2 separate regions of the Gossypium hirsutum genome follow, and region 1 is linked to region 2. A link is a contact called in public Hi-C data. All regions are on one chromosome and are shown on one strand. The core of a region is the stretch at or near the end of the contact, and the rest is flanking DNA. Distances in the headings are between cores, read along the strand shown. Region 1 holds the start of LOC107944087 (auxin response factor 18). Region 2 has its middle 18 kb from the start of LOC121207720.

Region 1 (4,710 bases), core at 666-3,165, 52 kb after region 2:
AATGCAACAATTTTGTGAGACAAAAGATATATATACATATGGTTATATATAAAAATGTAATAACATGAATACAAATTGATAAAATTTAAAAATTTAAAATCAATTAATTATAGGATATAGGTAAAAATGTAAGAATCTCTTGCACCTTAATTAATTGTCGAGTATTCATTTTTCACCTTAGATATAAAATAGTTTAAAAATTCATGATCAATATTTATCCCTTAATGAATTTACAGAATACAGAAAATTGATCGCTGTAACAAATACGTTGGAAGAAAAGAAAACCCAACACTAATTGAAAAAATCACAAAAATTAGTTGTTGTTTGCTTTTTGGGGGGTTTGATTTGTTGGCTAAAATTTTGGTACCCTAAAAAAAGGGTCTACAACAAGACCGACCAAGGTCTTAATCAAGTGCCGAATAATTTGGTTTTTCATGCAACACTTGTAATCAAACAGATTAAATTGTCCTTAATCTCAATGTCACCATCATCTAATTTTACCAACTAATATTCCTTAATCCATGCATAGTATCTCGCTTTTAATTTTTGACCTCTAATAATTATCATTATATTAACACTTTCATCTATCGAATCACATTAACACTTTTTTTTTCCAATTCAACAAGTCTAAAATTAAATTTAATACCCTGTTTAATTATAATTACTATAAATCCATACTCCATTAGTAATAACAACACCTTTTAATTTTTAATTATATATATCATTCCATTAAATAATAACCCTAATTTCAAGGGTAAATTTGTAATTTCATATTTTGATAAAAAAAAGTGTTTTTCTCTTTGGAAAAAAATGTTAAACGCTAATCCGAGTACTAAGGATAAAATCTTGTCGTTCGGATCTTAGGATCAAGAAAGACAATAACAAACACTGAAAAGAAGAGTCAAAGTGTAGACCAGTTAATTAAAAAGATAATTAATATAAATAGATTAATTACTTAAAAAAAAGAGCCTTTAGATTTTGTAGTTTATGTAAGTTAAATAAAAATAAGAAAGAAAAATTAAAATACACTTGGCACTTATTTAATGGACTAAATAAAAATTAAAAAAAGAGAGAAAATAGGTGGAAAAATATTTTTATTTTTCTTTGATAGAAAAAAATGTATTGATTTTTATAATAATAAAAAGAATTGAAAATATTTTTCAATGGCAAGTGGCATACATGATAATATTTTGGGAAATAAATTGTTTTTGCTTTATTTCCTCAAATAATAACTAAATAATCTATTATAAATTACTCACGAGAAAATGATAATTTTTCATATCTTTTGGAAAATAAAATATTGAATAGCTAATATATTTTATAATTTTTTAAACAAATTAATATTATTTATATAAATTAAAAAATAAATAAATTAACCATGGTTAGTCCCGAAGAGTTAGGGCCTCGGACAAAATGAAAACTTTAACTGTAGTCAGCCTTGATTTCAGAGTTGCATGAAAATCGTGATATCTCCCAGCAAAATATCGTGATATTTAAAATCAACATAAAAAATAATTTTTAAAAAAATTAAAACTTTTTTTTGGGGATTATCTAAATATTTTAATTTAGCAGAGAGAGAGATTTATTAAATAATTATAAAATTAAATTCTCTGATTAATTTTTTATTAGTTGGATGTTTCCTTTTTCTGATTTGTAGGGGATATGTTCCCACTTGCTTCCTTGCCGCGTGGTAAACACTCCGTGTCAAAATAAAGCCACAACCGTCCAGGTCTGAAACAATAAAATAAAATAAATTATATTTTAAAACTTTATAATTAAAAAAATATAATTTTTTACTTGATATAAATAAAAAACTTATAAATCCTTTCCCGAATCGAACCGGAACCGGACCGAAGTAAATACTGACAAGGGCTTTTAACTGAGAGTCCCTGGTCGGCAAATAAAACAAAATCTTTCACTGTTAAAATCTCTCATCTCATCTTCTCTTCTCATCTTCTTTAAAACTCTCACTCGCTCTTCACTTTCCCTTTAACTAAAACACCCTTTTACTCTATTTTCTTATTTCCTTCTCAAAGTTCTTGAATTGTTCTTTCTCTCTTTTTCTTTTTTTTCCTTTTTGGCTTTTAAAAAGGGTTTAGTTTTATTTTTATTTTTATTTTTTTTTGCATTGTTATTCTTCTTTTCGATTCATCTTAATCTGGATTTTCCTTCTTTTGGTGGAAAAATATCTCCTTTTGTTCAAAAGGTAAGGTCTTTTTTAATTCTTTTCTAATTTCTCATTTAAAAAAAAATTATGAATGTATTGTTCCTTTCTTTTTCTTTATTTCTTTTCTGGATTTTGTTCAATTGTAGCTAATTTGTGGATTTATATATATATATATATACGTGTGTGTGTGTGTGTGTATGAATTTTGTTTCTTTAATATTTACTGAGGCATGTCTTTTGATTTTCATGTACTAACAGGTAATCATCTAGTGAGAAAAAAACAGAGTAAAGAAAGGGTTTGTTATTTTTTCCTTTTTGTCCATAGAATTGGGGAAAAAATGATAACAGTCATGGATTCTAGGAAAGAAGTTGTGAAAAATTCAGAAAAATGCTTAGATCCTCAGCTATGGCATGCTTGTGCTGGTGGTATGGTACAAATGCCATCAGTGAACTCTAAGGTGTTCTATTTCCCTCAGGGTCATGCTGAGCATGCCAATGGGAATGTAGACTTTGGGAATCTCCCGATTCCGTCGCTCGTCTTGTGTCGGGTTTCCGCCGTTAGGTTTATGGCGGATCCCGAAACTGATGAGGTTTATGCTAAAATCATGTTGATTCCTTTGAGAGAGAATAGTTTTGGGGTTGAAGATGATGGTTTTGATGGGAATGTTGGGGTGGAGAATCCTGAAAAATCTGCTTCCTTTGCTAAGACATTGACTCAGTCCGATGCTAACAACGGTGGGGGGTTCTCGGTTCCACGGTATTGCGCGGAGACTATATTTCCTAGGTTGGATTATAATGCTGAACCCCCTGTTCAGACTATTCTTGCTAAGGATGTTCATGGTGAGGTTTGGAAATTTAGGCATATATATAGGGGGACGCCTCGTAGACATCTTTTGACGACGGGGTGGAGTAATTTCGTCAACCACAAGAAGCTTGTGGCTGGTGATTCAATTGTGTTTCTTAGAGCTGATAATGGAGATCTTTGTGTGGGGATCCGTAGGGCGAAAAGAGGACTTGGGGGTGGACATGAATTTCCTGGATGGAACTCTGTGAGTGGAACCTCTGGTTCACAAGTTGGGAGTTATTCTCCGTTTTTGACGGAGGGGGAGAGTAAATTGATGAGGAAGGATTGTAATGGGGATCCAAGGGGAAGAATAAGGGCTGACTCCGTGATTGAAGCTGCAAGTCATGCAGCTAGTGGGCAGCCCTTTGAGGTCGTTTACTATCCACGAACTAGCACTCCTGAGTTCTGCGTGAAGGCCTCATCCGTTAGAGCTGCAATGCAAATCCAGTGGTATCCTGGGATGAGGTTCAAAATGCCTTTTGAAACTGAGGACTCTTCACGGATTAGCTGGTTCATGGGAACGATATCTACTGCTCAGGTTGTCGATCCCATCCGTTGGCCTAATTCTCCATGGCGACTACTGCAGGTATTTTAGTTTACATTATCAATTGTCATTGAATTAACTTAGTCCTTGTATGTTAGAAGAACAGTTGACATCCATATTTTAGTCTGCTCATAGATCTGTTTGATTTATTGTCTTTGCAGGTAGCATGGGATGAGCCAGACTTACTCCACAATGTGAAGCGTGTTAGCCCATGGTTGGTTGAATTGGTCACAAACATACCAGCTATTAATCTTAATCCTTTCTCGCCCCCAAGGAAAAAGATGCGGCTTCCACAACACCCAGACATTTCCTTTCTTAACCAAATTCCAATGCCATCATTTTCCAGGAACTCATTCAGATCCAGCAGCCCCATGCGTTGCATTACGGACAACATTCCTGGAGGCATACAGGGAGCCAGGCATGAACCGTTCGGATTATCTTCATCAGATCTCCGCTCCAACAAGCTGCATTCAGGTCTGTTTCCATCTGGTTTTCATCAACTTGATCGTACTGCCCCACCTACTAGACTTTCCGGCAACAACTTTTGTAGCGACAACGCCAACAATACAAATATATCTTCCTTGTTGACAATAGGAAACCCAACCCAGAGTTTGAAACAAAGCAATGATAGCAAGACACCCCATATTGTATTGTTTGGTCAACTCATTTTCTGTGAGCAGCGGGCTTCTCAGAGCTGCTCAGGTGATACGGTTGGAAACAGTTCATCAGATGGGAATACAGAGAAGACTGCTATTTCCTCTGATGGAACTGGATCTGTGTTACATCAAAATGTTCGGGAAAATTCTTCGGATGAAGGGTTTCCTTGGTGCAAAGAGGATCAAAAAACTGATCTAGGATTGGAGACCGGTCATTGCAAAGTGTTTATGGAATCAGAGAATGTAGGTAGAACCCTTGATCTTTCCGTTCTCGGATCATATGAAGAGCTGTATGGGAAGCTGGCCAACATGTTTGGCATAGAAAGTTCAGAGATGCTGAGCAGTGTGCTCTACCGTGATGCTGCCGGTTCAGTTAAACACACTGGAGATGAGCCCTTCAGGTACAACAACTTCCTTAGCATCACTTCCCTTAAGCTTACCAAACATTTTAGCTTTCAATTTATCCAACATTTAATTATGTCTTGCAGCGAGTTTATGAA
Region 2 (5,350 bases), core at 1,892-4,391:
AATACTTCCATCGTTAAGGGAGTGAGACACTTCACCCTCAACAATATTGAATATTGAAGCCAAACTCATGTATTAAATAATATATTAATATTTGATAATTTGATTAAAATTTTGATTTAGTTGGGGACATATAGATATCCTTATACAATATTGATGATAAATTAAAATGGATGATTGAAAATTTATACGACGATTGAGGTTTTGCGTGTGTTGTAAATACTAATTTCGATTTTTGAAAAAGAAAACAACATGTAAAGAGACTCCAATTTAACTCAATTGTTGTCTATAATCACACTTAAAAGCTAGCTTCTTGTATGCTTATGTTTTAGATTTAAACACATGCATTGAAAGACAGATCTAAAAAGAGAGGCAAAGGCCTTGCTTCGTACCTGCTCCGAACCCTTTTGACCTTTTATATATATATATAATCTTGTAGGATTTTTTTACATTAAATAATTTTGAAATAGTAAAAAAAATAAATACATAAAAACCTTAAAAAATTTAGAATTTGATCTTTCTTTTATTCAGATTGACCTTGTAAAAAGGTATTGGCTAGTTTTATAGACTAAAAGAACATCTTTTGTACCAAAAGTAAAAAGAGGTACATGTACATGTGAGAAAGCTGAAAAACATATGATTCAAAGATTTAGTGATTATTTGTTCCAAAAAATAAAAAATCTAGTGGTTAAAATTTGATTTGTTTGTTTGATTCTTTTAGGATAAATTACACTTAAGGTCACTAAATTATTACTAAGTTGATGTTTTGATCACTCAACTTTAATAAGGTTACAAAGTGGTTACTAAACTATTTGAAAGTTTTCATTTAAATCACCGGGCTATTAAAATCGTTATTATATGGCCTTCTCTATTCGCGTCGTCTACACAAATTGAAAGCCCTCATCCTCTTTTTCTTCTATAATTTAATTTTTTTCCTCATGAAACTGTTTTGAATGTCAAGAATCTGTGAACCAAAATCCAAATAATTTTCTCCTCAAATCTTCGACACTACTATCAAATTGTCTTGGATCTAAGATATGTTCTTCTAATAGTTGACGGATATTGATTCATCATACCAATAGTTGAATCGTCGCTTAGAGCTCCCTAGTCGAACTTTTTAAAGAAGGAAACTTAACAAATAGTTCATTGACTTAAATGAAAACTTTCAAATAGTTCAATGACTATTTTTTAACTTTTTAAAGTTAAAAAATAAAAATGTAAACATATTAATAATTTAGTGACTTTGAATGTAATTTACTCATTTTTTTAATACCTTCCATAAGAGATTTGACAATAGAAATATGTATGTATATATGTATGACTTTCTAGAAAACAATTTTTAATGAATTAGAAAATGGACTCAAAAATTATTTTTATTGTAAATTGTATTTTGATAGGTAAAAGAAAAAAGAAGAACCCCTGCTTATAAAAAAGGAGAAAATATTGGTTAAGGAAATACTAAAATAAAAAGTAAAATACACAAATAATACTATAATTGATTTAAGATGAGTAAATACTTAAAATATAATAAATTTATGTAAAAAATATAACCTTGTACTTTGTATAAAAATATTTATCTTGTATATAATTGTTAAAAATATTTAATATGAAACTTGTGTAATTTTATCAATATCAATGTACCTTAAAGTTTTAAAAATTGTTAAATTTATATGTGTGACATGTATATACAGAGTTAGAGGTGCTCATGGGTAAGGTTGGGGTCAACTAAAATTTTAGGCTCGAGCCCTACTCAAAAATAGGTTTAAAATTTTGCTCAAGCCCAGCCCAGATAAAAATGCTAAGACACAGGCTTGGTTCGGCTCACCCGTATTAATTTTTTTATACTATTCTTTTAAATAATTTTTTTAAAAATATAATACGTTAAAAATACTAAAAATGTTAAAATAAATGTTTCCCAACAAACTGAAAATAAATTTTTTAAAAACTAATAACACTAAGATAGGTGCAACTTAACAAGCAAATATTTCTAAAATAGTAACAAAATTAAGAATAAAACAATAGTTATACAATAACAATAAAATTGTAGAAACATAATAATAAAATGATATCAAAATAGTAAAAAAGAACAACAAGAAAATAGCAAGAAAATAATAAAAAAATAGTAAAAAAAACCTAGTTTTTTTAGCATATTTGGGCCAGGCTAGGTTCAGGGCCAAAAAAGCCTTACCTAAGGCCCGCCCATTTTCTAAATGGGCCTTATTTTTTTGCCCAAGCCCAATTTTTGGACATATTTTTATCCAAACCTTCTCACTTTTCGGGCGGACTTTCGGGCCCGACTGGATGGCCCGACCCTTGAGCAGGTATATACATAATACATGGGCAAATATGAATGTAGGCAGAGGTCTTGGCCACTTTCAAATGAAAAATTGTTATTCAAGTCCCTTATAAGATGATTATATTAAAAATTAATTTATGATAAAATTACACTTTAACCCCTAAAATAAGAAAATTATGTTTAATCCCTTAAATAATGATGAAAAAATAAATTAATACATTATAAAATTACGTTTTAATCTTTCAAAAATTTATAATTCAATTCCTGCCCCCTAAAAATAATTATTAATTCACCCATGTGTATATATGTTTTGCATGGGTGGCATGCTAAATGTCTTGTGTTATCATATAATTGATTTTGAGCTTTACATAATCTTTTTATTGATTGAGAAAATAAATTTTATCTATAGATACAAAAATAATAATAACCGTACATGTGACATCTATTTATTTGTTGTCAAGTCAACAAATAAATTTAAAATTGTTAAGATTTTAGGGCATATTGATAGATAACATAATAACACGGATATCACATTAAATATTTTTTGTGCAAATACCATATTATACATTAAATTAAAGTTAAAGGATTAAATATGACATTAACCATTTATATTTTGTTTAAACCACTTTTTTTTAGTGAATATTCGTATTTATATTTTTGTCATGTTCATAATTGTACATGACTTTTAAGTTTTAAAGAGATATATATATATATATATAAAATTTTTAACTTGTAGGAAAGGGACAAAAATTTCATTAAAGAAAAAGGGGGGTTATCATAGCTTCTCATTCCAACCTAGAAGTAACGACAGAGATTCGGACACGGTCCCACTACTTCTGGGTCCCACACGTCATTTGTCCCATCACTTCTACCTTTTCTCCGACGAGAATCTCGCAGTCACCCCCTTTGTGGGGTCCAATCAGTAAAAACCAGATCTCTCCATCATTAGACACGTAGATTATTCTTAACTATTACCCTTTGTCTTTATGTTGTCACGCTCGCTTTGCCGGTTAATGTCAGCAGGACCGGCTTTGGCAGTCACTGCTATCTTTACGTGTTTGTCAGGTTTGAATGGTGACAAACGGCTACGATTACATCAATGACAAAATTTACAAACCCCAAAAATATAGAACAAGAAAAATGATTTTTTTTTTACTATCAGTAATTTTCAGCATAGTAAATGCAGATAAATTTTGTAATTTAACACGCGTCTATGTAAACATACGGTTGAGAATAATATGACTTCAGAATAAAAGTTCATATTTTGACTTTATTTATTTGGATGAAGGATGAATTTACTCTTAAGAATATATCACAAATTTGCATTGTTACATAATCTCCCAAATAATAGTAATTTTATTTAGATTTAATATTCATTTAGTGCCTAAGGAAACATTAACATAAAGGAAAATATATATATATGGATAATGTGTCGGCAATTTTTGTTGTCAAACAATAAGTACCAATTGTTTATATGTGAATATGGTCTGTATGTTCAACATTATCCTCCTGTTTTTTAATTAAAGTTTCAGATTTCTTTTTAAATGAGGAAAATTGGAAAATTTTCTCAAATTTGACTTTGAATACTTGATATCTAGACCAAAAGAAAATTATCACATTATTTTTTTTGGTTTTATATGTCTCATGTTTGTATTAAAATTATATTATATTACATTTAATATTTTGTAATTTCTCTACCAATAAGTTGGTGTTATGAATCAAACGGACACCAATTAGATTAAGAAAATTACGGAAATATTCTTTCTTAATTGAAATTAGTTAATTTGTTTTTGGGTACTTTAATTTTTTTATTTTAACAAAAATCAATAAAAATAAAAATATGCATATGGTGAGATTTTAATAATTCCTAATTAAATTGATAAAATCTTAAATTTACCGTTCAACCAATGCTTTTCTTTTTGGTAAATAAAAACAACATTAAGCGGTTATAGAAATAAGCATAAAATTAAAAGCCCATAATATCCTTTTGGATTAACTCTCGCATAGCTTGAGGAGGTTAAAAAAAACACTATAGACGGGTAAAATTTATGCCAGTTTACTTAGCCATGAAATCTACAACTGTACTACGATCTCTAGAAATATGACAGATACGAACTTTCCAATTCCTTTGTAACAGTGAACGGATGGCCCGTATTTCCATAAGAGGGCTATCAATAAGTTTGCCAGACAAAATTAATTCCACTAAAAGAGCATTATCAGATTCAAGTTTAACCTGCCGGTATCCCTTCCTCCAAGTCAGACGTAGCCCTTCAAGCATAGACCTCGCTTCTTTATTGATAACTTCATCTCTCCCCAATATCATCAAGTAGCCACACAACCAATTACATCCTCATCTCTAATGACTCCTCCAATTGCAGCCGAGTAAGAACTAAGCGACACTGCACCATCTGTATTGAGTTTAACCCATCCAATCTTTGGCATAAACTAATTCATATTAGACACCATACGTCCCCTATGAATCATATGCTTTGAGGGTAGCGAGTAACTTCTCATCCAACTGATAGTATCTACCACATCTTGGACAGAGCTGTGACTGCCAGAAAATACAAGCATATTCCTGTTTTTCCATAGTAACTAACAAACAATAGGAAACAACATTTGCCAATTCAACTCCTGACTACCGCACTTCCCTAAGTTTTTCAAGTTCCAGATAATCCATTCATCAAAAAGTAGGGAGAAAAATAATACATATTTCTACGGTGGTACAATCGAAGTCCAAACTGCCCATGGGAATGAGCAATCTCTAACAATATGTAACTCAGATTCATTGGTAAAATTGCATCTCGGACAATTGCTTTCACAAGCCATATGTCTTCTAACTCTCTCCTCATTCGTCAAAAGTTTGTTATTCCATAATATCCAAATGAACACTCTAACCTACCGCGGTACCTTGGCTTTCCAAAACAATTTCCAAACATTAGAATTATTTGTCAACTAAGATTGGTACATACCTCTATATGTACCCACCATGGACAAGGAATTTCTAGTTGCCCATCTCCGCGATAGTCGATCATTCCACTTGAGGAATCCAATTAT

The links. Hi-C and Micro-C count contacts between places; a contact is called where the count stands out from the background.
Region 1: a contact with region 2 is called in a Hi-C map of leaf, with 3 times the contacts expected there. The contact joins the promoter of LOC107944087 here to the enhancer-like site in region 2. A contact is called at or near these places in 21 of 34 Hi-C or Micro-C datasets (anther, callus, fibers and 4 more).

Annotation. Positions count from the first base shown.
Region 1 is chrA10:111,450,753-111,455,462 of Gossypium_hirsutum_v2.1, forward strand. It overlaps LOC107944087 (auxin response factor 18), which reads left to right and starts at 1,916. Exons shown (of 4, transcript XM_016877904.2): 1 at 1,916-2,206; 2 at 2,425-3,596; 3 at 3,716-4,611; 4 at 4,699-4,710. The coding sequence starts at 2,505.
Region 2 is chrA10:111,397,995-111,403,344 of Gossypium_hirsutum_v2.1, forward strand. No RefSeq gene overlaps it. Among protein-coding and RNA genes, the nearest start is that of LOC121207720, 18 kb to the left of the region's middle. Within about 2 kb of position 3,142, at least 3 of the 9 cell types and tissues checked have an H3K27ac peak or open chromatin away from gene starts, as enhancers often do. A contact at or near this core is called in hypocotyl and leaf, where this site is marked.